3 separate regions of the Gossypium hirsutum genome follow, and all the other regions are linked to region 3. A link is a contact called in public Hi-C data. All regions are on one chromosome and are shown on one strand. Each heading gives the region's core, a stretch centred on a gene start, on an enhancer-like site or on the middle of the called end of the contact. The rest is flanking DNA. Distances are from core to core; before and after follow the strand shown.

Region 1 (2,700 bases), core at 152-2,651, 170 kb before region 3:
AAGACTTTCATGCTTATCTAATCACCTCTAGCAATTCAATTGGGAGATAATAAGCCTTTCATACTTATCCAATCACTTTAAGCAATTCAGTTGGGAGTCCTTAAAATCCTAGTTGAACCATGTTTTGTGTTTTGTCAAATATGCCACATTCAAATGGACCGAACTTAGCACAAACGAAACCTATTCAAGATCCAATTTGATGGTCCAAGTAGAGAAACAATTTCATTATAACAGGACATGGAACTAGTAACAACAACTTTCCTAACAATGTCCAAGATGAATTAGGCTAATATCTCTGCAAAGAGCTTGAAACCCCGTATATCGTTAGCTATATCCATTGCGATGTGACATGCAAAACCGATGTCCAAAAAGTTGTGGACTTAACAGTCTCTAGGTATGGAAAGCTTGATATCATGTTCAATAATGACAGTATTGGAAGCGAGGGTAAGTTGAGAGTCATTGCTTCAAATGGTGACAGCTTTAAGAAGATCCTTGATGTCAATGTGGTTGGTGGTTTCTTTGATGTCAATGTGGTTGGTGGTTTCTTCGATGCCAAGCATGTTGCACGAATGATGGTTTTGACCCAAAAAGGGAGACCAAAGTGTAATTTAACCATTATTATTTTAAAATTTTATAAATTATAAAGAGTTTAAATGGAAAATTTTCTATTTCAAAGAGGCCGAAGCCACTGCCAGCCCTTAGCTTCCCCGCTACCCTCTAACCCTGTTTGTGGAGTCTAAAACCTCTAATAACAATGTACCAAATATTACTCCATAAACTTAATACAAATTCAATTGAATTCTTGAGTTAACATAAATATCAATGATTTAAATATCATGTAAAAATAAAATAATATATATTAATATAAAATTTAAAAATAATTAATAGAATAATTTTCTTGGTTTTTGGTTGAATAGATTCAGTACATATATTAAATTAATTTGCGAATTATCGTGTGCAATAAAATTTTTTGAAGTACAATCATTTAAATATAAAAAGTAATTAATAAAATAAAATTCAAATTTCTTAAAAGGATAGGGCATACTGGGTACGTAAAAAAATGTGTGGTGGGAAAATCAGGGCCAGAGGCCCATCTAATAAATGTTTCCACGCTTTGTACGTTTGAAAACTCTGTATAAAGAAGATACCGATGGCCAAGAAATGAAACATTCACAGATAAGGAAAAAGAAACTTAAAGTTTAGTTTTCTTTATTTTGGAGTTTATATATATAATGATGAGTACAACTGCTGAGTCTGTGGTGGATAAGAGGTGAAAAGAAAAACTGTGTTTTCCTATTCTTAAATCTTGTTTTTACCAAGACAATATATACATGGTTATTGTTGAAAGCCTCGTACTTGCCTATATTTGCCTTGATGCAGGTTAGAAGAGAAGGTAGCATTGATAACTGGTGGTGCAAGTGGCATAGGAGAGAGCACAGCTAGGCTGTTTCTCAAGCATGGAGCCAAGGTTCTTATTGCTGATGTCCAAGATGAATTAGGCCAATCTCTCTGCAAAGAGCTCGGAACCCCGGATATCGTCACCTATATCCATTGTGATGTGACATGCGAAACCGATGTCCAAAACGCGGTGGACTTAGCAGTCTCTAGGTATGCAAAGCTTGATATCATGTTCAATAATGCTGGTATTTTAGGGGGGGGGTTGAGTTGAGAGCCATTGCTTCAGATGGTGATAGCTTTAAGAAGGTCCTTGATGTCAATGTGGTTGGTGGTTTCTTGGGTGCCAAGCATGCTGCTCGAGTGATGGTTCCAGCCCAGAAAGGGTGTATTCTCTTCACCGCTAGCGTCGCTTCATTGCTTTGCATCGGTGTTCCTCATGCCTACACCACATCAAAGCACGCTATTGTGGGATTGGCTAAGAGCTTGAGCGTGGAGTTAGGAGGGTATGGTATACGAGTCAATTGCATTTCACCTCATGCGGTTGCGACTCCTCTGCTACTAAACTGGTTTGTGACTTCGGATAAGAGAAAGGTCGAGGAGATCATCTTGAGAAATGGAGTGTTGAAAGGGACCATACTCGAAGCAGAAGATATTGCGCAGGCTGCCCTGTTTCTAGCTAGCGATGAGGCCAAGTATGTGAGTGGTATCAACTTGCCGGTTGATGGAGCCTATACTGTCAACAATCAAATGGAGCCTTTATTGCTGAATAGATGCTGCCTTTTGCAATGGGGTTTTAGGGGTTAATGCTTCATTCATAAATTTGACAACTCCAAAAAAATAACCTTGCTTTAGCCCAATGTATAATAACGCATATGCATCATAACAATTGATACTATCGCATTTCATAACAGTTGAAATTAGTACAAGATCATTCCAAACTCTTTTTTTGTGGGACATATTCCACATAGCATCATGAAATAAAATCAAAGAAAGATTACTTGAAGGAAGATCCCATTCAGTGGTTTACATATAATAAAGCTACTTTTGGAATCATATGATTCGTTTTATTAATTTTCTGATACCTCCAACAAAAGAACAAATTTTGAAATTATATAGCAAGAATTTTGTAATATAGAATCATCATTCCCAACTCGAATAATCGGTAACTCGACTATTAAGGGCAGTGGTAACATGGAGGCAATTTTGACTCCACAAAGAGTCGATCAAAATCTAGTGGCTTTAACCACAACAAGGCTTCTCTAACAGCGAAAGCTTCAACAAGATTAGGTTCTAAGTTCAGGT
Region 2 (2,700 bases), core at 58-2,557, 240 kb before region 3:
TTACGAATAAAAAAAACTAAGGAAATAAATTGTATAAATTAGATCGAGAATTTTAGATGAATTCTAGGTTGATTCTTACTTAGATATCATTTGGTCAATTGGTTTATATTTGATTATTTTCTTTTTTTTTTTTACAAGAAAACGTCCCGAAGTTCACATTATTTTAATGCATCACGTATAAAACATCGTGGATTTCCAAAGGATAATCCATTTCAAACGTCAAATCACGTCTATTCTTTATAGCAATTTTACTGAGCATATCCACAACATCATTACTCTTTCTATCAATCCAGTTAAACTGGATTGTGTCAAACTTTTTAAGAGCCTTGCATTTCTGTTTGACACAGCAACCCAGGATAGTAACATCCTTATCACGGTTTTTGAAAGTATTGATGAGGGTAGCATTGTCAGACTCCATAATAATCTTTGTCAACTTTAATATTGAAGCCAACTTCATTCCAATAATCAAAGCTTTCAATTCTGCCCACACAACATCTATGGCTTTATTTTCATAAGCCACAAACCTATCAACATCTCTCGCTATAGCTCTGTAGCCGATATTCCTGTTAGAAACAACAACATCCACGTTAATTTTAATAAATTCTTTAGGAGGTTTTTCCAACCTTTGCACACCGGGGTCAGAGAGATAACAGGGGGTTCATTCAAGTTGAAAACTCTAAAATCATTACTGAGAGTATGAGCCCTTCCCAAACCGTTGTAGCAGGATCGTCATTTTCCTGGAAAACCAACTTGTTCCTATTGTTCCAACAGTTCCAGAGGAGTGTGAAAAAGTCTGTAGCAGCCTTGAAGTCGAGCTCGAGGAGGGTATCTTAATTCCAGCCAGTCGATACATCAAATGTAACTTCCATCAAGAAATCTCTTGTTTAAGCCTCCGATAGTAAGGGTTTCACGAACCTTCGATCATTCTTTCAAAGCGTGGATAAGAGACTCCTCTTTGTTTTTACATCTCGGGTAAGTTGTAGATAAATTATGGCGAATGCGAGCTATATTGACATATATGGGTAAAAGATCATGGCCAATTCTCCAGCTGAACACCTTAATCTTGGGGAGCATTTTAAGCTTCCAAATAATTCTCCAATAAAGACAATAAGGGCCATATCCAATCCTTTTCAGAGAGAGCCAAGAATAAGCAGACTTTGACGTGTAGACACCATGTGGGTTGTGAAGCCAAGTTCTGCTATCATTAACATTAGAAGGAATAATGGGTAAATTGCATATATGCCCCCTATTTCAGTACCATAAAGCTCAATAATCCTATCCCTTTTCCATTTTCTTTGGTCTTGGTCCCACAAATCATTAACTCTTCTTTCATTATTAGTCAAAAGAGGCTGACAAACAGAACTTCCATTAAGACCCTTTATACCCCACTAGTTCCACCGAATATCAATCAGGTTGCCATTCCCAATTTTCCAAATAAACCCATCTTTCAACACAGTCACAGCTTTAGCAATACTACTCTAGGTAAATGATGGTCTATTACACCTTTTTGGCCGGAACACATCCTCATCAGGAAAATATTTAGCGCTTAAAACTTTGAAGCATAAGGTATCTTTGAAATTTAAAAGCCTCCAAACTTGTCTTCTAAAAAAAGCCAAGTTGAATAAATGCAAATCCCTGAAGCCCATACCGCCCATTCCTTTAGGATGACATAAGACGATCCCAAGCCATCATGTTCCACCCATGATTTTTCCCATTATTTGCCGACCAAGTTCGGCACTTTTTTGACTGAAGATCCTTGATAGTTTTTTTCGGGGTAAGAAAAACAGAGAAGGCATAAGTAGGAATGGATTGGAGAATGGCTTTAATAAACACCTCATTCCCACCATAGGATAACAACCTCTTTGACCCGCCCTACAAGAGCAACGATTAGAAATATTAGTGAAGGCTGTTGACTTTTTTTTGGTAACAGGTAAAGGTAATCCTAGGTAACTATCAAGAGTATCAACCATATGCATAAAAGCATAGAGCAAAAAAATTATTTTTGGGCTAAGAGGGTTTTTGGATTAAACATAATCATAGACTTATCATAATTGATCTTTTGACCCGAAGCCCTAAAAAATCTATTTTGGATCTTAACAATTTCCTCAACGTCCCTATTTTTATTACGAATGAAAAAGAGAGCTCATCAGCTAAAAATAGGTAATTAATACGAGGCCCATTTATACTAGCTCTAATGCCTTTAATCGAATTTTCATTCTGAGCATGAATTAACAATTTAGAGAAAGCTTCCATGCAGAAAAGAAAAAGATAGGGAGAGAGAGGGTCCCCTTATCTTAAACCCCTTTCTGGCACAATAGTCTCTGATAGTGTTGTGTTGCACTTGACGACGTAGCGAACCGAACGTACGCAACTCATGATCTTTTGCACCCACTCATTGGCATATCCCATTTTGCATATAACCTCTTCAATGAAATTCCACTCAACCCTATCGTAAGCTTTGCTCATATCGAGCTTGATTACAAATCCTTTGTCAGGGCCGTTCTTTGTATTTTGGAGGTAGTGAACAAGCTCATGAGCTATCAAAATGTTGTCATGAATCATTCTCCCGGGGGCAAAGGTGCTTTGGTTCTGGTTAATGCAATGCGGGAGAGTATCTTTTAAGCGGTTTGCAAGCACCTTAGCCACGATTTTATAGATCACCCTGCAAAGACTAATCAGACGAAAATTAGTCATATCAAT
Region 3 (2,700 bases), core at 9-2,508:
TCCGCAAACTGGTGCGTTCAAGCCTGGATGGATGATCTTTCAGCCTTGAGATCTCTTTTCAACTTCGATTGCAACGAAGCGAAAAGAAACCTTCTGCATATTTGCAAGATAAGGCTCCCCTCTTCTCTTCTTGTTAATCCTTCAATGTCCCCTCTTTGTCTCTTTTTACCTTCCTCCCCAATTAGCACTCTATCTTCAAGATCATGATCCATTGCATTAGAGAAATATATCATCCCTGAGTTTTCACCTTCAGGGTGGGAATCATACAATCTCCCCTCCAAATTTGTACTCAAAATAGAATCTATATTACTCCTAATTCCCACTTTCTTCCCAAGAACTCCCAAAGTACTCCCTAAAATTTGACATCCCACTGATTTCCGCCCCATTCTTCCTTCCCTTCCTCACATAACCAAACACTTATCATAGCCAGAGCCCTTCGAGATTGAGCCCGCAACGTTAAATCCCATCCCATTTCTGCAACTTCCACTCCTAACGCCATTTTTGCATCACAAAATGAATCACTAGGCCTCAAACACCCTCAATAAAAATAAAAAAGAGACAGACGTTCATATTTAAATTGAACATATGAACACTGTCCATTAAACATAAGCTATTTCTTTCTTTTCAAAGGGCATCGTATATCAACTAGAACTCTTAATCTCATAAAATTACAATTTTCTTTCCCCAACTTAGAGCCATCATACTCCATAAAAACCCCTATAAAATTCTCAAGTTGCACTGCCAAACGTTCAGAGAAAAAACCAATAGGAATATCATGGATCTGAACCCAAAAGGGTGTAAAAATTAAAGGAACTTTCAATGGATCCTCCTCACGCTGCAGCTTATATAACATCAATAAATGGTTATTAAAGGTCCATGGGGAACCCTTTAAAACTCTTTCCATGTCCATAATATGAAAAAATTGAAACAAATACCCTTTTTCCCCAAATCTCGAATTTAAACACCTCGGATAGGATGCCACAGATTTGTCATGGTACTTTTCATCACTGGAAAATGAATGATGCTAGCTGTTAGAAAGCAACCCATTAATTGAAAGAACCCCATCTCCCTATCTGTATTTGATTCCACTTGTATTTGCACTACCTCATCTTCCTCCTCATTAATCGATAATTTAGCGAAATCAAATTCCATAATCGAGATTCAATTTGATTAAATGTTGCAATTGTCCAAAGGAAATAGTAGATAACAGTAGGGCTGCACCAAGCCGACTAGTCAAAACAAAGGCAATAAACAAAAAAAACCCTAAAACCTGTCAGAGAGAACAGACAGAGACGTGCTAGAGAGAGCAGACTTTACTTTTAACTTTATCAAAAATTTTAATATAGATACAAGTTAAATAAAAATTTAAAATATATTATAAATTATATTATTAGTCTCTTTACTTTTATCTTTTAAAATTTAATTTATTTATTTTTCAAATTTCAAATTTCAAACTTAATTTATAAGTGAAAGCAAAAACAAATCAATAAGGAATATAGTAGAAATCTTTTACCGCCCATATTGACAAGTCCCAACATGTTATAAGTCAAAGCAAAAATAATGGAAAAATATTTTGTCGAGTAGACTTGAAAGTAGCAAACATGGAGCAGTTCAATTTTTGGACGCAAGATTATTGTTTATAGTAAATATCTTGTTTTTAAAATGAAAGCATACAAACAAGACCGACGCCATTTTTTATCTTTCAGAACAATCCCTCAAGCTATAAAGAGCAGAATAACAGGACGTGAAACCACAGCATCCCAAGCATTGCAATCAAAAGAAAAAGCAAAGGCGAGGGTCTATTTTCTCCACAAACTACAATGGGTCCCGAGTCTTTAGTAACCAAGAGGTAACTAAATCCTTGCATTCCATAAATTCATATTTCACTATATTGGATTTAAATATTTCAATTTGGCAAGTCGAGTTGATTTTAGATCGTTGAATGTTGATAAGGTGGATTTTTACTGTATCAACTTTTTTTCTACTTTGTTTGATACAGGCTAGATGGTAAGGTGGCACTGATAACTGGTGGTGCCAGCGGCTTAGGAGAGTGTTCAGCCAGGCTATTTCTCAAAATGGAGCCAAGGTTCTAATTGCTGATATTCAAGACGAATTGGGCCACTCCCTTTGCAAAGAGCTTGGAAATGAAAACTTCAGCTATGTCCATTGTGATGTAACATGCGAATCTGATGTCGAAAATGCCGTAAACTTAGCGGTCTCCAAGTATGGAAAACTCGATATCATGTTCAACAATGCAGGCCTTATTGGTGATGGTGAAGTCAGAGTGACGGACGCCAGCACTGACAACTTCAAGAGAGTGTTCGATATCAATGTCTTGGGTGGTTTCTTAGGAGCCAAGTATGCAGCCAAGGTCATGGTTCCGGCCAAGAAAGGTTGCATTCTCTTCTCATCGAGTATTTCTTCAAAAATCAGCATCGGTCTGCCCCATGCATACAAGGCATCGAAGCATGGCGTCGTAGGGTTGACGAAGAGCATGGTCGTGGAGTTAGGTGAGCATGGAATTAGAGTTAATTGCATTTCACCTCACGCAACTGTGACCCCATTGTTCCAAACAACACTGGGGTTGTTCGATAAGAAGAAGGGAGAGGAGATGATTGCGGCTTTAGCTGTGTTGAAAGGCACCGTATTGGAACCTGAAGATTTTGCACATGAAGCACTGTATTTGGCAAGCGATGAGGC

What was found. A called contact is a pair of places that touch in the nucleus more often than the background predicts.
Region 1: a Hi-C map of leaf shows a contact between it and region 3, with 2.1 times the contacts expected there. The contact joins two enhancer-like sites. A contact is called at or near these places in 2 of 34 Hi-C or Micro-C datasets (anther and leaf).
Region 2: a contact with region 3 is called in a Hi-C map of leaf, with 2.6 times the contacts expected there. The contact joins two enhancer-like sites. A contact is called at or near these places in 2 of 34 Hi-C or Micro-C datasets (both in leaf).

What each region holds. Positions count from the first base shown.
Region 1 is chrA01:116,338,887-116,341,586 of Gossypium_hirsutum_v2.1, reverse strand. It overlaps the pseudogene LOC107925559. Among protein-coding and RNA genes, the nearest start is that of LOC121230049, 13 kb to the left of the region's middle. Within about 2 kb of position 1,401, at least 3 of the 9 cell types and tissues checked have an H3K27ac peak or open chromatin away from gene starts, as enhancers often do. A contact at or near this core is called in leaf, where this site is marked.
Region 2 is chrA01:116,413,273-116,415,972 of Gossypium_hirsutum_v2.1, reverse strand. No RefSeq gene overlaps it. Among protein-coding and RNA genes, the nearest start is that of LOC107925593, 7.7 kb to the right of the region's middle. Within about 2 kb of position 1,307, at least 5 of the 9 cell types and tissues checked have an H3K27ac peak or open chromatin away from gene starts, as enhancers often do. A contact at or near this core is called in leaf, where this site is marked.
Region 3 is chrA01:116,173,234-116,175,933 of Gossypium_hirsutum_v2.1, reverse strand. It overlaps the pseudogene LOC107925689. Among protein-coding and RNA genes, the nearest start is that of LOC107925592, 18 kb to the right of the region's middle. Within about 2 kb of position 1,258, at least 7 of the 9 cell types and tissues checked have an H3K27ac peak or open chromatin away from gene starts, as enhancers often do. A contact at or near this core is called in leaf, where this site is marked.